2 separate regions of the Neogale vison genome follow, and region 2 is linked to region 1. Evidence: chromatin contacts called from public Hi-C data. All regions are on one chromosome and are shown on one strand. The core of a region is the stretch at or near the end of the contact, and the rest is flanking DNA. Distances in the headings are between cores, read along the strand shown.

Evidence for each region. Hi-C and Micro-C count contacts between places; a contact is called where the count stands out from the background.
Region 2: a Hi-C map of muscle shows a contact between it and region 1, with 6 times the contacts expected there. The contact joins the promoter of LOC122919240 here to the promoter of ANKRD17 in region 1. A contact is called at or near these places in 2 of 3 Hi-C or Micro-C datasets (fibroblasts and muscle).

What each region holds. Positions count from the first base shown.
Region 1 is chr11:9,231,974-9,235,966 of ASM_NN_V1, reverse strand. It overlaps ANKRD17 (ankyrin repeat domain-containing protein 17), which reads right to left and starts at 1,532. Exons shown (of 33, transcript XM_044226149.1): 1 at 642-1,532. The coding sequence starts at 1,058.
Region 2 is chr11:9,401,383-9,405,180 of ASM_NN_V1, reverse strand. LOC122919240 (cytochrome c oxidase assembly protein COX18, mitochondrial) reads right to left here and starts at 1,312. Exons shown (of 6, transcript XM_044268160.1): 1 at 857-1,312. The coding sequence starts at 1,198.

The sequences.
Region 1 (3,993 bases), core at 283-2,782:
GAGAGCAAAGAGCTAAAGGCTACTTCAGCAGCCACAATGATTATGGGAAGAGAAACAAAACAAAACCCGAAAACCCTGCAGCAGAAGAGTATGGAAAAGTACAGCTTCTCACGTGTCTCTCGCATACACAAATACTTAGCTCTGAGTCCACTACGACCTTAGCTCCCCTCAGAACCGCCCCGGTCCGCCTCACAAGCGGGAGAAATTTACCAGCGTCCCAGTCATCCCCCGGGAGACTCCGCTACCTCCGGTCCCATCCCTCCCGCTTCGGTCCCGCCCCCGCCCCAGGAACAGCACGGCCCTGCTGACCCCAGGCCGACTCCGCCGGGCGTGCGCAGGGAATCTAACCAAGTCCCTCCATCCTTAACCGTGTGAACCATCCCAAGATAACCTGCTGGTCACCCACTCGGGGGGGGGGGGGCTGTGTGGTCCTCCCACCCCCCCACGTGTCAGCTACCCTCCCCCACTCCCCCCCCCCCACCTCACGATTTAGGCCGGGGAAAGAAAGAGGGCAGAGGGAAGCCTGGCCGCTAAGATAGATCAACCCACAGGAATCTGTCCCACCGCAAGTCCCCTCCCACCCTCGGCCCCGACCCTTTACGGTCCCTTCCTCCCTCCTGCCTTGGAAACCAGGCCCTTGCCTCAGAAACCTCCTCTTCCTCGTCGTCGTCGTCCTCTTCTTCCTCGCTGTTGTTGCTGCTGGTGCCGCCGCCGCCGCCGCCTCCACCGCCGCCGCCGCCTCCACCGCCGCCGCTGTTGTCGCTGTCGCTGCTGCTTTCGCTGCTGCTGGGGGGTCGGCAAGTCCGGTTACGCTTGGCCTTGTGGTGCTGCTGCTGCGGCGGCTTCTTCTTCAGGAGGAGGTCGCAGACGCGCACCATCCCACGAGGAGAAGAGGCCGAGCGAGCCCCGCTGCCGCCGCCGACGCCGCTGCCGACCTCCGCCGCCGCCGCCGCCACGGGGGGGCCCGCCACGGCCGCCACCGCCGGGGGGCTCCCTTCTCCCTCAGCAGCCGCCGCCGCCGCCGCCGCCGCCGCCACCGGAACCGTCGCCTTCTCCATCCCCAGGGAAAGAGGGAGGGCGCGGACGGGGGAGGGGCGTGGGGGCTACGCTCTCCCGCGACTTCGGCCGCACCGGGGCCGACACAGCGCTCGGTGCCGCCTCCGCCGCCACCGCCTCGGTCACCTCTACTGCCGCCGCCGCCGCCGCCGCTCCGCCAGCTCTCACCTCGTCTCGCGATACTAAGGGCGGGGAGGCTGACGATGGGAGGGAGGGAAAGGGAGGGAGTGTGAGGGAGCAAAGGGGGGGGGGGGGTGAGGCGTACAGAGAGACCCGGTGTCGGGAGACCCAAAGGAAGGGAGACTGCGGAAAGGCGAGGAAGTGTGCCTAGGGCGACTTCCGATAGGGGGGCGGCGGGGACAGAAGAGACCCGCGGTTACTGTCGTAGCGCCGGCGAGCGCCCGGATTTCTTCTCTTTCCTCGCTATTTCCTCCACACACAGCCCTTCAGACCTCCCTTCTTCCTTCCTCGCTGGTGACTAGAACGCAGCCGCAGGCGGAAGTGCGGGTGACGCCATCAGCCGTCGCCCGAACGGTGGCGCGCGGGTGGCCGAAAGACGCAAAGTGAGATTTCGAGGGCCGGGTTCCGGGTCCCGGCGGGCGGGCCGCGCTGCGGTGCGTGCGGCCCCCGGGCAGGCGGGAGGAGAACGCCCCGGGAAGGGTGGGAAGCCGGCGCGGAAGCGCGGTCCCGACACTTTTGTTAGCGGGAGGCCGGGGCCGCCAGATCCGGGAGGTGGGGCCTCTTTCTGGACTGTCGTACGTAGTTTCGCTTCTGGCCATGTTTCCCACCTCCGAATCCTGATGAGGGCTGTGGGTCTTTGAGAGATGGCGTCGTGTGCGTGAGGGAGCCCTCCTTGCCTAAGTTTTAAGTGTTGAGTTACAGACTCCCCGGCCCTGAGTTTACAGTTGTGTGCTGCGGAGTTGGATTAGGTGAAGTCTGAGATTACCACGACTTGGAAGTTTCCAAAGGGGAGAAGACAGGAGAAGGAAGCAGGATCTGTGCCAGACTTTGCAGACGGTTCGCGGAATGACCCTGATTTAGTTCTTCCAGTCCTCACCGACTCCGCTTTTATCTGTGGAGGGAGCATTATAAATAATCATCCTTGTCTGTGCATCTCTTGGAAGGAATGTGGTGAAGGGGGTTTTGATTTGTAGATGTATGAAGGACTTCCAGGACTTTTTGAAATAATAGCGTATCTTATTGAATTCAGAATTATCCCTTTCTGGTCCAATAAGACTACAGTGGCATAAGGAAAATGAAGAAAACATCAAAGGCAGATGTACTGGCACAGGATAAAAAGTATGTCTCAGCTGACATAGTTGCCATTTTAAGACTGCTAAGTTTAATTGAGTGTGCCTGAATTTTTTTTTTTTAGCATTTTTTTTTCTTTTTAGCATTGGCATACCATATGAAATGTGGGCAGTTGCCAGTACTCTACAGAGTACTATGGCAGAATTGGCAATGACTGAATCAATTCATTCAAACAAAAATTCATCATGTTCCTACTGTGTGCATAGGTTTTGAAATCAAAGTCTCCGCTTCCAGGGGCTGTATAGTAAAATAAGTGCTGTAGTAGATATACGCACTGGGCTAACTATCTGCCTGTTCCTCTCCTACAGTGGTTGCTGAGTTCCTGTGCAGAACATTACATTGTGTATCATACCACTACAGGTTTAGGCTCTAGGAGCTCAGCTGTATATCCATCAGCATCTTCTTTTCTCTTCCCACCAAAATACTTTTTACAGTCTTAAGTCCTAGCCACATTTCATTATATGACTTTACTTCAGACGTCAAAAGAAGATTGATGGTGTTAGGCATAAAGTTCAACTTTCCAAATGCTGAAGGCTTAGATACTTCCAGAACTTTCCATTTCTCCAGTATCCGAGGAATGAGACATTCCCTGCTCTTACAGAGATGAATTATCCATCTGCGCTCTAGTTCCAGTAGCTGCTTTCTCTTCCTTTTATTACCTTTTCTATCTATAATCCTCCGTATTTCTGGTTCCACTCCATTTCCTTTCCTTCACAATTCTTTAAAGAAGATGTTATCTGAATTTTACTTATTAACCCTTTGCACTCTAACTTCTATACCTATCACACTATCAAAAACCCTCTTTAATCCCATTACTAAAAAAATGAATTCTTGCTCTTTTACATAGGAGTAAAATGAATATCTTGTTGGGACTAGTAAAATTTGGTCAAGCTACCCTGTTATTAGACAGAGTGCCTGCAGTGACTTTCTGTTATTTTTGGCAACCTTTTTTTTTTTTTTTTAAGAGCCTTGGCAAAGACTTGACTAGCCATTCGTGAAACATTTCTTCTTCCTGGACATACAGCTAGACTAAAATTCCCAATTTCCTTTGCTGTTAGTTGGGGCCATGTGGTTGACTTTTAGCAAATGAAATGTGAATGGAAGTGATGCATTCATTTTCAGGTTTAATAAAGTTCCTTACATCCTCCCTTACTCTCTCCATCAGCTTGTAGCAAGTGAGTATCATAACCTTGAAAACTATATGTTGGAGATGCCAGTGCCAGAAAAGTGGCACATGAATAGCTAAATCACGACTTGGAAGATCTCCACCTTCAAATTAGAAAAACTCTTTTTTTGGACTTATTATAAGAGAGAAAATTGAGATTTGAGAATTTATATGTTATAGGAGCCAGAATGACCATAACTAATCTGGAAATTGGTACCAGAAGGGGAATACTGCTAGGACAGTAATCTGAAATATGTTGCATTGGCTTAGTGATGATGTAGCAGATGTTGGAGAAACTGATATAGGAGGCCAGAAGAAGGAGACCCAGGTTTTGTAGGGCAACATAACTGAAAAGCATATCACCTATCTATTGAGACTAGCTCCAGGGAAATGGTTCAAGAGAATAAAAGTAATAGCGTGTTTTGAATTTTACATTTTGCTTTTAGAAAGGTTTTACTAAA
Region 2 (3,798 bases), core at 63-2,562, 170 kb before region 1:
CTGAACCCTATACTTTAATGTTTCATACCTGGGCTTCTGAGTAATGATACTGGAAAAAAAAAGTCGTCAATTAAGTCTTTAATATGTTCTGTGACAGCCAGAGTCACAAAAAGTTTGCATTAATTTCTGCTCTGTGTTAATTGTTTCTGTAAAATACCTCACTGCCTTAATGGTGCTGAGATTCCCTTTGCTTATGGGTTCCACCTCCAACCCCAATAATAATTTGAAAACATGAAAACCATGATTCTTGAAGTCTTACATTTGAATAATACTTTGCTTTCAGAGCACTTTAAGCCACATTATCTGACTTGATTTCATAACATGGTGAAGTAGACCACGAAGCTACTACTATCCCGATTCCACAGGAGAGAGAGAAGCCCTGAAGCCCAAGTGGCTGCGACTAACCAGAGTCGCAGGTGGTACAGCCCGAAGAAGGATATCACGTTTGCAAATGGCTGGCTCAGCAGTTTTTTCTAACAAGAAAGATGAATCGGAATCCTCGGGGACAACGATGCTGCAGACATACAGGCTCTTACGATCTTTAAGACGGCAATTTTACAGGTTTCTCCATACAATTCTGCTACCACTGCCTTTATTCGTCTCCTTCTCCAACAGCAAGCTTAGTAACAGGCTTTGAGCACGGACCCAGCAGGGTAAACGAAATGACAGACAGGCACATGTGTCACCAAACATCTCTTAACTCACATACCCAATGCTAGTCAAACGTCTTAGCAAAAAAAGTGGTCGCGATCGTGTACACTAAGCGACTCCAGAAGCACCCGTGGATTCTAAGCCCCGGCAGACACACAGCACCCCTCGCCGCCCAGGCGGACGCGCAGGGAGCAGGTGCCCTCACCTTGGCCAGGATGTAGTGTTGGTAGGCGGCCAGGGGTAGCGTGACGGCGCCGCGGAGGGCCACCGTGCTGAGACCGATGCAGGCCCACCAGGGCAGACCCGTGGCGGAGTGCACGCCGAGCAGCGCCTCCTCCGTGCCCTGCACCGGCGCCGACGTGGCTAACGCCTCGTACCAGCTGCCGGGGCCGCCAGAGGCGACCGCAGAGACGGACGCCGCCGCCCACACCGGCGGAGCAGAGCGCTGAATGCCGCCCGCTGAGGCCCGCACCAGCGGCGGGTCCCGGGCCCCCAGCGGCAGTACGGACAGCGGCCGCAGCCACCTACCGCCCGGCCGGAACAGCATGACCGCGCCCGGGCTGAGCCAAAGCACCGGCCTCCGGGACCCGCGTCGGAGTCCGGGCCGCCTGGGAAGCCACGCGCACGCGCCGGCAACGCCGGGCGAAAACTGGGTGCGCGCCCTCCCTCAGGCACGATTGACCTTCCCGGTCCAGGCAGTGACGTCTGGCGTCGCCCTCGAGATGACGCATTGGCGGGCAGGTCCCGCCTTTTCCACGCGGCACGGGGCGGGCCTGACTGCGCAGGCCCAGAACTTTCCCGCTGCCGGCTTGGGGCTCCCCCGAGGCCCGACCGAGTGCAGAGCGAGGGGCGGGGCTTGCTGCCTCGGGCCCGGCGGGGCGGTCGCTGGAAGCCCTTGCCTCTTAAATCGGTCCTCCGCGGGTGCGTTTGCATTCCTTTTCACTTAAAAGTAGTCGTTCGCTTTGTAGTGGATTAAATTTGGTCGGTGGTTTTCGTGACCTAGAGGGTAGCACCCGCCCCCGACCTCTTTACGTGCACCCTCGTTGCTTCTGCGAGAGCCGAGGTGGATCACACGGCTGGAGTCCGCGCGTCGCAGGCTGCAGAGAGGCCGGCGCTCCCGGCCGACCCTAGTTTAATGCGCATCCATTATGCACACTGGTCATAGTTCAGTATGTGGAAGAAAGATTTAACTGGCTCATCTGTTCAGCTAACATTTTCAAACCCAACTGCAAACCGAGTGTCAGTTTTTATCTCCCATTAGAAGTAGCAAAACTCAAGGATTCCAACCATCTCCTTCCTGGAGGCGTTATCACTGGCAGGGAGACCGAGTGATAGGCAGGGAGCTCTAGCCTTCACTAGAGCTTACATGTATCTTACACAAAGGTTCGAGAGCCTGAACAGTAGCATTAACCGTCTTCGACTTAAAAAGAATATGCCTCATCTATACGGACTAATTTTGACCTTTGTGTTCCCGGCAGCAGTATACAAACTGGGATGGAGTGCGAGTTTAATCACAGAAGGGTCACCCCTAAACCTAGAGCCCAAATTGCGTTGTGCGGAATAAAACGTTGGTTAAAACAAGCCTCCGACAAATGTTGGGTGATGTTAAGTTGCAGCTATGGTTCTTATTTAATTATGCACCTACATGAATTCTGAAATGCGTTTACATACAAATTCCAATTTATTGCTATACAGAGCCTTTTTAAAAGAAAGAGGTACCAATGTATCTCCCTATACATTTAAGTTTTAAAAAAGCAACCCTGGCGTCTGTGTGGCTCACAGCGGGTCTGGTGGAGGTCCTAAACCGAGACCCCGCTTGGGCTCCGTGCTCAGTGGGGAGTCGGCTTGAGGATTCTTTCCTTCTCTCTTTGATCCTCCCTCCCACTCATATTCTCTCTCTCTCTCTAGTAAATGAGTCTTTTAAAAATATTTTTAAAAATAAGCAAAAAATAAAAAAAGAAGCAACTGGTAGCTAATGACTAGTAGTTCAATTTGGGAACAATTTTTTTTTTAAGATTTTATTTATTTATTTGACAGAGAGGGAGAGATCACGAGTAGGCAGAGAAGCAGAGAGAGGAGGAAGCAGGCTCCCTGCTGAGCAGAGAGCCCGGATGCGGATGCGGGGCTTGATCCCAGGACTCTGGGATCATGACCTGAGCCAAGGTAGAGGCTTAACCCACTGAGCCACCCAGGCGCCCCTGTGGGAACAGTTTAAATGGAAATATCTTCGCCTAAATATTATGGAGGTAAAGGAGCAAATTCTATGCTGTTGCATTTCTGTCTGCCCAGAGAACTGATATCATTGGAAATTGGCCCTTCCACAGTCACAGTTAAGCCTAGAGATTCTAACCGTTTAATATTCAGGAGAAACAGAGTTGATTAAGGTTTGCCTTTTCCAGAGTCACATTATATTCTCATTCTAAAGTGTTTCACTGCTTGAGTTTCAATATTGTAACCTCAAAAAAATTTATATTTAACTTCTGCTAATTTCGTATTAACATACATTTCTAAATTCATAATAGAGATGATCAGAACTTATCTATTTGGTAAAGAATGCCGGGGGAAGTATTTGTCCGTTATATAGCTCAATACAAAGGGAGTGTTAGCGCTAATGCGTATGTACTGATTATCCAAAATTCTTGAGTTGCAGAGTACAGGACGATGAGACCATACATTGAACAAACTAACTGATATCTTGTCAAATCTAACACTGTAAATGAACTTGTGCTGCATACTAGGACATTTTTTTAAAGTTCAGCATTTATAATTAGCATTCTTGTCTTTACTATGTCACACAACTAATTTTTTTTTAACTTTAAGCACCTCAAAAATAGATACTGTTTCATTTTTTCCTGCAGTTTCTTAAATTCTTACCCATCAGTGCAGAACAGAGTGGGTTCAAAAATTCAAAACTGTAGAGTACAGGCTATTTACACATATAAACTATATAAATGTACACTTAAATTTCTCATTTCCCAAGTATGCCCTCTGAAATGCTTGACAAAAGAACTTTGAAAAGATAATTTTCATGAGTAATTGTTAAAAGGACCGCTCAGAATTGGATTTAGGTTGAATCTCTTTTTCTTTCCTACTCATTTAATGCATTGCTTTTTAAAACCAAAGTTAATGTAAAATTAGCTTTTCATT